3 separate regions of the Zea mays genome follow, and regions 2 and 3 are each linked to region 1. The links are chromatin contacts, called in public Hi-C maps. All regions are on one chromosome and are shown on one strand. The core of a region is the stretch at or near the end of the contact, and the rest is flanking DNA. Distances in the headings are between cores, read along the strand shown. Region 1 holds the start of LOC100275579. Region 2 has its middle 62 kb from the start of LOC100382177. Region 3 holds the start of LOC100280460 (acyl carrier protein).

What was found. Hi-C and Micro-C count contacts between places; a contact is called where the count stands out from the background.
Region 2: a contact with region 1 is called in a Hi-C map of tassel, with 2.7 times the contacts expected there. The contact joins the enhancer-like site here to the promoter of LOC100275579 in region 1. A contact is called at or near these places in 3 of 25 Hi-C or Micro-C datasets (ear, leaf and tassel).
Region 3: a Hi-C map of tassel shows a contact between it and region 1, with 4 times the contacts expected there. The contact joins the promoter of LOC100280460 here to the promoter of LOC100275579 in region 1. A contact is called at or near these places in 2 of 25 Hi-C or Micro-C datasets (ear and tassel).

The regions. Positions count from the first base shown.
Region 1 is chr1:253,708,264-253,710,963 of Zm-B73-REFERENCE-NAM-5.0, reverse strand. It overlaps LOC100275579, which reads left to right and starts at 1,389. Exons shown (of 8, transcript NM_001349681.1): 1 at 1,389-1,791. The coding sequence starts at 1,525.
Region 2 is chr1:254,050,217-254,052,916 of Zm-B73-REFERENCE-NAM-5.0, reverse strand. No RefSeq gene overlaps it. Among protein-coding and RNA genes, the nearest start is that of LOC100382177, 62 kb to the right of the region's middle. Within about 2 kb of position 1,281, at least 16 of the 20 cell types and tissues checked have an H3K27ac peak or open chromatin away from gene starts, as enhancers often do. A contact at or near this core is called in ear and tassel, where this site is marked.
Region 3 is chr1:254,193,184-254,195,883 of Zm-B73-REFERENCE-NAM-5.0, reverse strand. LOC100280460 (acyl carrier protein) reads right to left here and starts at 1,370. Exons shown (of 2, transcript NM_001153380.2): 1 at 968-1,370. The coding sequence starts at 1,180. It overlaps LOC103643660 (factor of DNA methylation 1), which reads right to left. Exons shown (of 7, transcript XM_020546804.3): 7 at 1,600-2,090. The coding sequence ends at 1,863. LOC109943521 (a long non-coding RNA gene) reads left to right here and starts at 1,868. Exons shown (of 2, transcript XR_002266453.3): 1 at 1,868-2,149; 2 at 2,227-2,648.

The DNA.
Region 1 (2,700 bases), core at 140-2,639:
AGCCTACCGAACGATAGAGGAGAGAATCTTTTATAGCTATATAAAGAACATGAATATAATATAGATACAGTATGAACGCATAAGCCTTAGTGCCGCTGGACCGAGACCGCCTTCCGAGTCCGCCTAGCTGTGGCCTGCGACTGTGGGCTGTGGCCGTGGCGCCCCTCCCCTCGTCGCCGTCCACATCCACTTCCACGCTTGCGGATAGGGATGGCAGTGGATCGAATTATGTTCGGGTATAGTAATACCCGACCCGATGTTGTACCCGAGTCTTCTACAAATATCCATACCCACCAAGCCAATTGGACGAGGAACTGTACCCGTATCCGTACCCACCAGGTATCCATCGAGTATAGGGTATCCGATGGATATGTTTTTAGACTAAATAACATTTAATTATTGTTATAATAAATGTTAAAATAATTTAGTTTTCATCTAAATAACTAGACAATATTTGACTAACCGGAGGATACTTGGAGAAAAAGGGACACAAAGGGAAGCTGGAAGGATCATCAGAGGGCGCAGTCAGGGTCACGGGTAACCGGAGATTGAGCGCGAGACGCCGGAGTCGGAGGAAGCTTGGGCGGGCTGGGGCGTGGGGCGGCGCATATAGATCCTCGGCTGGGTTGGCCAACGTGGTTGCGCACTCGCACAATGTCGAATCATGGGCGGGGTGCGGTGGTATGACGAGGTTGCTCACTTGAGCTTGTCTACTTGTGCCCGATGGCGGCCAGAGCTGGTACTCGAGAGGACATGAGAGATGAATGGAATTAGGGATAGTGTGGCGGGGTGTGAGTTATGATTTTTTGGCTCCGTCTTTTCATGGGCTTTAAATTTTAGTAAATATAACACATTTAAGAAGATATATTGATATTTCGGGTATTCACCGGATAACCGCGGGTAAAATATTATATCTGTATCCTATCCGATGTATTTCGGGTATCCGACCCGACAGGACCGACAGGTGATTTTTTCTACCCATATCCATATCCATCGGGTACGAAACCCACGGGTCTAACTGCCAGACAATGACTGCTATGCAAGCAGTCCTTCTGTGTAAGCGTGCAAGCAAACCATTTGATTCATTAGATCGTGATCCAACCGTAGGTCACATTTAACACTTAAACCCTTGCACTACCAGCTCAATAATCTTTATAAAAAAATTTAACAAACTATGATAATATCTGCGGTTGGATCGTAATATAATGAATCAAATGTTTTATTTGCACACTTGCACAGAAGGACTGGTTGCATAACAGTCGTTGCCCCTACTTGCGGAGCCGCCGTATCGCGGCTCTTCGACTGGTTGACTGGCGGCGTTCTGTTTGGGGTCGGCCCGCTTCGCTACATGGGCTCATTTAGCAGCGGAGCCCTTTTCAGGCCTATCCAGTATCGACGCCCTTCTAAAACCCTAACTCCCTCTGTGTCCTCGACGCCGCCAAGCCATCCTCCCTCTGGAGTACCGACCGACTCTCCACCTCAGGACCGCAAGCTACTTCCTCCGCCTCGACAGGCGTCGGCGAGATGGTGAAGAGAAGCAAGAAGAGCAAGAGCAAGCGCGTCACGCTGCGGCAGAAGCACAAGGTGCTGCGCAAGGTGAAGGAGCACCACCGCAAGAAGCGCAAGGAGGCCAAGAAGGAGGGCAAGGCCGGCCAGCGGAAGAAGGTCGAGAAGGACCCCGGGATCCCCAACGAGTGGCCCTTCAAGGAGCAGGAGCTCAAGGCGCTCGAGGCCCGACGCGCGCAGGCGCTCCAGGAGCTCGAGCTCAAGAAGGAGGCGCGCAAGGAGAGGGTATGTCATGTCTGGCCGTCTGTTATCGTTGGTGCTATCCCTGCTGTTAGTTTGTGTCCGGAGCAAATAGTATTTCAGTCTTACAGCCGAATCAATCTTCATTCCGCAAGCCTAATTCACCTCCATGCCCCGTCAGTTCCATTGTGAGATTAACTTTCTTAGATGATTCCCTATATTGGTAGTGTACATAGTAACCATTAGGAATGCAAATGGGGCGGCGTGCAGTGTTATGCTCAGAGTTCAAAGTTATGGTAAATGAACTTGTTGTTTTTCAGTAGTCGATAAACACATTCCACGTTCAGCACAAGTTCCAGGTTTGGTGCGTATTGGGAAAAAGTTATGCTATAGGCTATTGTTGAACAAACTAACACCCTCTCACTCTAATAAATTGGTCAATGTTGATCATCCTTGACACAATCTAGTCATGGTCAGAGAAAGCCATGCAGTGAAGGAAGAAGTGGTTTATTTGTCATGAAAGCCTTGCTCTAACTGAAAGTTAAACAGAAGAGGGGTTGCTAATTATAAGCTAATTGAAGCAGAACATACATTTATTTGGATTGAGCCTGGTCAGCCATGTAGAGCAGAGTCCGTGACGGGTTCTCTCGAATGGAGTAGTCCATGCTACAATGCTAATAGTTAAATGGATTTGATTTGGATGTAGCAATGGGGATGATGAGACGGAAAACAGGCTCTTTCTTCAGTGTCTGCCAATGGAGTAAGACATGTGCCTAATCTTGCTTATTTAACTCCTCTAATGGTGTAGTTATTAAATATAAAGTAACACATAACTAAATCATAAGCAGGCACATGTGCACTCAGTCTAATCAATTGAGTTGACAAGATCTGCATTCTTAGTGATTACCTCTAGCTTCAAGTTTCTTTTGATTTGCTCAAACTGTTACTGATTGC
Region 2 (2,700 bases), core at 32-2,531, 340 kb before region 1:
GCATCAAACAAGAGTAAGATATGAGGGTCAACATGAAGCAACACTTCATTATTCTTCTGAGGTTTTGCTCACAAGAAATACAAGCACACTTCCAAAATAATAACCCCTTCTAAAGAAAAAGGAAAAGGTAATTAGGGAAGGAGAGGAAAGAGGAGTAACACCTAAATTTGGTGGATATTAAGAAGAAATTTTATACCCCAAATTCAGGGTGTTACAAGCGCCTAGTTCTACTCTTATTAGAATCACTATATAAAGCGAACATAGTGCGAGGAGTAAAACTATTATTGCAAGTATCATGATAAGCATTATGAGAAACATTCTTGACATGAGAATACAAATAAGCATGATTTTTCTTTTCATAAATAGAATGCAAGTTACTAGCCATAGGTGCCTTCTCCTTATCCTTTGTGAAGTTGAGGACCTTTTGGCTTTTCGTGTTCTTGGTTCTCTTTTAGAAACCAAGTCCATCCTTAATGGAGGGATGTCTACCAATGATAAAGGCATCCCTAGCAAATTTAACTTTTTCTACTTCATTTTTGCAAGTCTGTCCGGTGAATTATAGCCAGCGAGCATCGATGTCTTCCCGAGAGTGGCCTGTTTGGCTAGCCAAAAACCAGCCGAGGACCAACCAATTAGCCTGGGCACCGGACTGTTCGGTGCACACCGGACTATCCGGTGAGGCCCAAACCGGCCCAACTTAGCCAGACTTCTCCACTTCAATTTGTCTTAACTCAGAGAGTTTCCTAGCACTTATATGAACACTGTTAGCCACTCAAATAATTTAGTAAGTGCTAGAATCATACATTGGTTCCTTCCATACAATAGGATTTGCAATATACACACATATGCACTTTCCCATGTTTCTCAATTTTCCTTTCAAATATCTGTGCTTATACTCATACATCAAGATGTTAGTCAAAGACAATGTGTTGAGCATTTAATCACCAAAACAAACTAAAAATGACACAATAGCACATTTCCCGTTCAGTTTCCCGTCTATTTAGGATTAAAATCCACCCAATCCACGTGATTGAAACCAAAACGAAAAGCCCTAGCCGTTGTAGAGTCCGGGAGACCTGACCATCCGAATGCATGGCAACCTAGCGAGAATAGCACCACTGTAGGTCTGTAGCTTTGCCCTTTATTACCTTTCGATTCTGCGGGTCAGTGGTTGGCGCCGACGCGAGGTCCCAATAATTGTCGCGCCGCACCGCTGGGCGCCGGCTTGGCATTTGGGCATTTGGCAGTGGGCGTCGGCGTCCGGGAGGGGACTGGGGAGGCTGCGAGCGTGCTGACATCTGCTCTGGTGTCTGGTCTCTCTGACTGCGCGCCTGCACCAGCCGGGGCCCGGGGGCATGGGAGGATGACGGCGGCAGCCACGAGATCGTCAGTTCGGTGGTGCAGGCGGCGGCGGGCCGGCTGCTGCTGCTGCTGATGCACATGTCGATTCAGACGGGCAGAAACCCTGTCCCCTGCACGGCATTGCCTGCAAGTGCTCCGGCCGGTCCGGGCATGGGGGTATCCATCTCCTCTTGGTCGTTGATCCGTGAACTTTTACTAGTAGACACACACTCTACTCTAATCATATGGAGTTCGTTTCCAGTCCAAGATCTTATTTATGGGAAGAGGAGTAACAGAGCACAAAGCTTTTAGTTTTTATTGGTTGAAAAAGGAAACGAGGGTGGGTGGAGCCGAGAAAAGCGCCGTAGGGCTGTCGTCAGTTGCAGACTGCGGCACGGCGTGAAGGTGGTGGCGCCACCTTTTCCTCGTGAAAAGGTCCATAATAATACCTCGAATGTGCCGAGGAAACTTTGGTCGCAGTCGCAGTCCAGAAATAGGTACAAAAGACGGAACCACGGGTTACCTGCTAGCCAAAAGGTTCATCTGTCCCGAAAATCACAGTGCAGTCTAGTGAACAATTTAGGATTTGGTAAATAAATAAAAAATTAGGTATGTAAATTTTATCTTTTTTAGTGCTGATTGTTTCATATTCTCAAGTATTCACAAAGCAGATCCATGTTTATATCATCGATGATTATATTTTATGTCTGCTACTTACACTATTTATGCAACCCATTGATGGTTTTTACGATGATGAATACAATTTTACGTTTGTCATAAAATTGTTCCTAATTCCTGCGGGAGCTGTTAGTTGAACCGATATTAGGTTTTTTCAATTATGCTACACTGTGTATGTATTTATGCTGACTTTGTATAAAAATTTATGCTCTGCATGAACCATGTCATCCTATTTTTTTGTATGCATGCAATGGAAACAAAAATATCATCTAAAATTTGCGTGTATGCAATGGAAACTCTCATGATCTGCTATAATTTTTGGATTTGCATAAAAATAGAAACTGCATACATTCGACTCCCATAATTTTTGGATAACCCGGTGTACATAACTGAGGGGTTTTACGCACAAAACTTAAGGTTTTACGCTCGAATCTGGAGATGCGTCTACTAGTGTACCACATGAAAGTTTTTTATACAGCATCCCGTATCGCATAAATATCAAGACCGTGTAGCATAATTAGTATCAGTATATATCATAAACTGGTTGTAACGAGCCTATCTGCATGTCTGTTAGAGCGATCCTATATTTATGGAGGAAATGTAGCATTTAATAAGATTATATTGTTTCCATGCATACAACTAATTTATATTCATCGCACATTCATGCCATCCTAAATTTAT
Region 3 (2,700 bases), core at 121-2,620, 480 kb before region 1:
ATCTTATCGTCTCGCTGGGCAGCTGCCGATTGCCGCTGACCACTTGACTTGCCTATGACATAGCCTCACAACCAAAGTCTAGAGAAGTTGATCACGCGAAGCAACAGAATGAGCGCTAACTGCGTCGATCACCATTCACCAGAACCACATGCCGCAGTTGGGACGTCCGCAGAGACTACAAAAACTAGATCCAAATATGGGTAACTTATATACATACTACATTAGATCTAGTGGATAATAAAATCTACAAATTTCAACTAAAGTTGTTATCTGATAGTTGTTGTTTACACGACTAATTTGACATGTACCTATGCAAGTTGATGATTTTTCATGGATCCTCGAGGCTAGTTGAAATTTTGGATTCTCTCAAAAAAATTGTTAGACGTCTCATGAATACTATAGCCAATATATAACAGTTGAATCTCATCAATCGGACATTCATCATTATATCGTCTTTATTATTTTAATATTGTTACTATGTCATAACTTTAGTTCAGTATATTAATTAGCTAGAAAATAAACTCATGGACTAAGGTAATTTATAAAGAACTAGAATTCGCATTCCATATCGAGTACTTAAACTTGTAACATGATATAATATATTTTCATCATATAATATTGATGAATTGGTCGGCACCCTTATATTATAATCCTGGCTCCGCCCCGGCTAATAGTAATCCTATGTTGGTATATGCTATCTTAGTTGAATGTAGAAATGTTAGTTAGTGTGCCTAACATGCACATTTTCCAACAAGATTCACTGCTCACATATAGCAACCACCTAATTTAAGTGCCGGCCATTATCGACAGGATTCATCCAAGGTCGTGAGAGTTTGAATTTGGGTGGGTAAAAAAGCCAACCATTTCCATTCGAACCAAGAGCACAGGCTCACGAACAAGCAAAGAAGTATGGAAGAGGAAACGGGGAGGATAGAACATTGAGCAGAGGCAAGACGCAAGAACCCACCTTGTCGGCGTCGATCTTGTCGAACTTCTTGACCAGGTTAACGACGCGCGTCCTGATGTCCCTCTCCAGTTCGGAGCTGCTGCCGCTACTGCCCTCCTGGCCCGCCGGCGCGCTCATCCTCCGAGCGAACCCGCCGCCGCCTCCACGTGCAGCAATAGGAGCCGCCGCGCGGAGCCGGAGGTGCTGCAGCACCGCACTCCGTACTGTTTGCATGTTGCGCTGCTCCTTCGCTAGGCCGACTGCGACCGGGAGCGACGACGAAGGAACGGAGGAGGTCAGGTATTCGCGTGATTGAGCGGAGCAAGACGAATTTGGAAACTGCGGGCGCGGCAGCGGAAGGCAGGGCAGGGCGGCGGCTCCCGGGTTCTCTCCCGTGCGGCTGGCGTTGCGGTAGGGAATATTTGCCTGCGGTCGGTGACGCCAGCAGCAGACCAGACTGGATTTGCCTGTTTGGGCCTTGTTGGAGAAAATGTTATTTTGGGCCTACTTTTGGACTCCTCGCTTCAGGAGCTCAACAAGGCTTTGGGCCTCGGGTGAGATATTGTCGGAATTCGAGACGCGCACAGAAACTACGCTGATCTCTCCGGAAGCCGTAACGCTCTCTCTCCACGTTCACTTTCCAACACAACAGGTATAATAATAAATATTCTATAATCTTTATCTAGTTCTGGTAAAATCATTAAACACTACAGATATTTTTTATACATATAGATCATTGCACTAGGTGCCATAGCCAATCTAACCGTCCAAGAGATCGGACAATTTTTTTAGTAGTGCTACTGGTACTAGGTCTTCCATCAGCAGAAAAAGTCAGGGGATCAGGGTCTCAGCTCTCACTGTCAGGGACATCGACCCAGGAACCAATGGCACAAGGGCCATCAGGCATCAGGCCCGCCTAATGCTTCCTCTTGTTCGCCTTCCACTGCTTCACTATGTAGGCTACTGCCTCGCCCATCGGTGCTCTCCGGTCCTCCTTGAAGTTCCACAGCTCCGGTATGGGGTACCTGCCGCTTGGATTGTACTCGTTCATCTCAAGAAGGGCCTTGACGACCACATCGTGCGCCTGCACACCCAGTTCAGCCTTCAAAGCTTGCAGCTTCTCATCATCCTCCCGAATTATTTCCTGCACCATCGAGTGAGTGTTTTAGACACAGCAAGCAGGCCAAGCATGCTTCACCACAGGTTAGCTAAGCATTTCAAGCAAGAGTCAGCTTCAGACGGGATTTTCCTGTGACAAGTTCTTTTTCTGTTTCCTGCAGAGCTTGTATTGAATTCCAGTGCAAGTGTCAAACCGAAATGGTTTCACACCACATTCTTGGAAAAGAAGAATACTGCAGTGCTAATTGTGGGAAGTACTAATGTTGACAAAGTTGGATGGCAGAAGCACAAAGAATATGCTAAAAACAATTACTTGGCTACTGTCTGAGCAATCAAAGTGACCCGATCAATGCACACAAGATAAACTTGAAAGTTGACTTATTTGGGATATAATTCGGTTAAAATTAAATCCAGAACAGATGAATAATATTCTCAAGGAAGTGCAGTAACAGTTGGCTCCAGTAAAATTATTTCAAACTTTTTGTATGTTTGCTTACAAACCGGCTTTCTTCCTGAATTACAAAACTGAAAATGTTCTTTTACATCCTATTCAAAAAGATCAATGGTATTTACAATTCATTCAGTTCAAAAGAGCATTCTGCAATCTTAATGTCACAGACATGCTATAATATCTA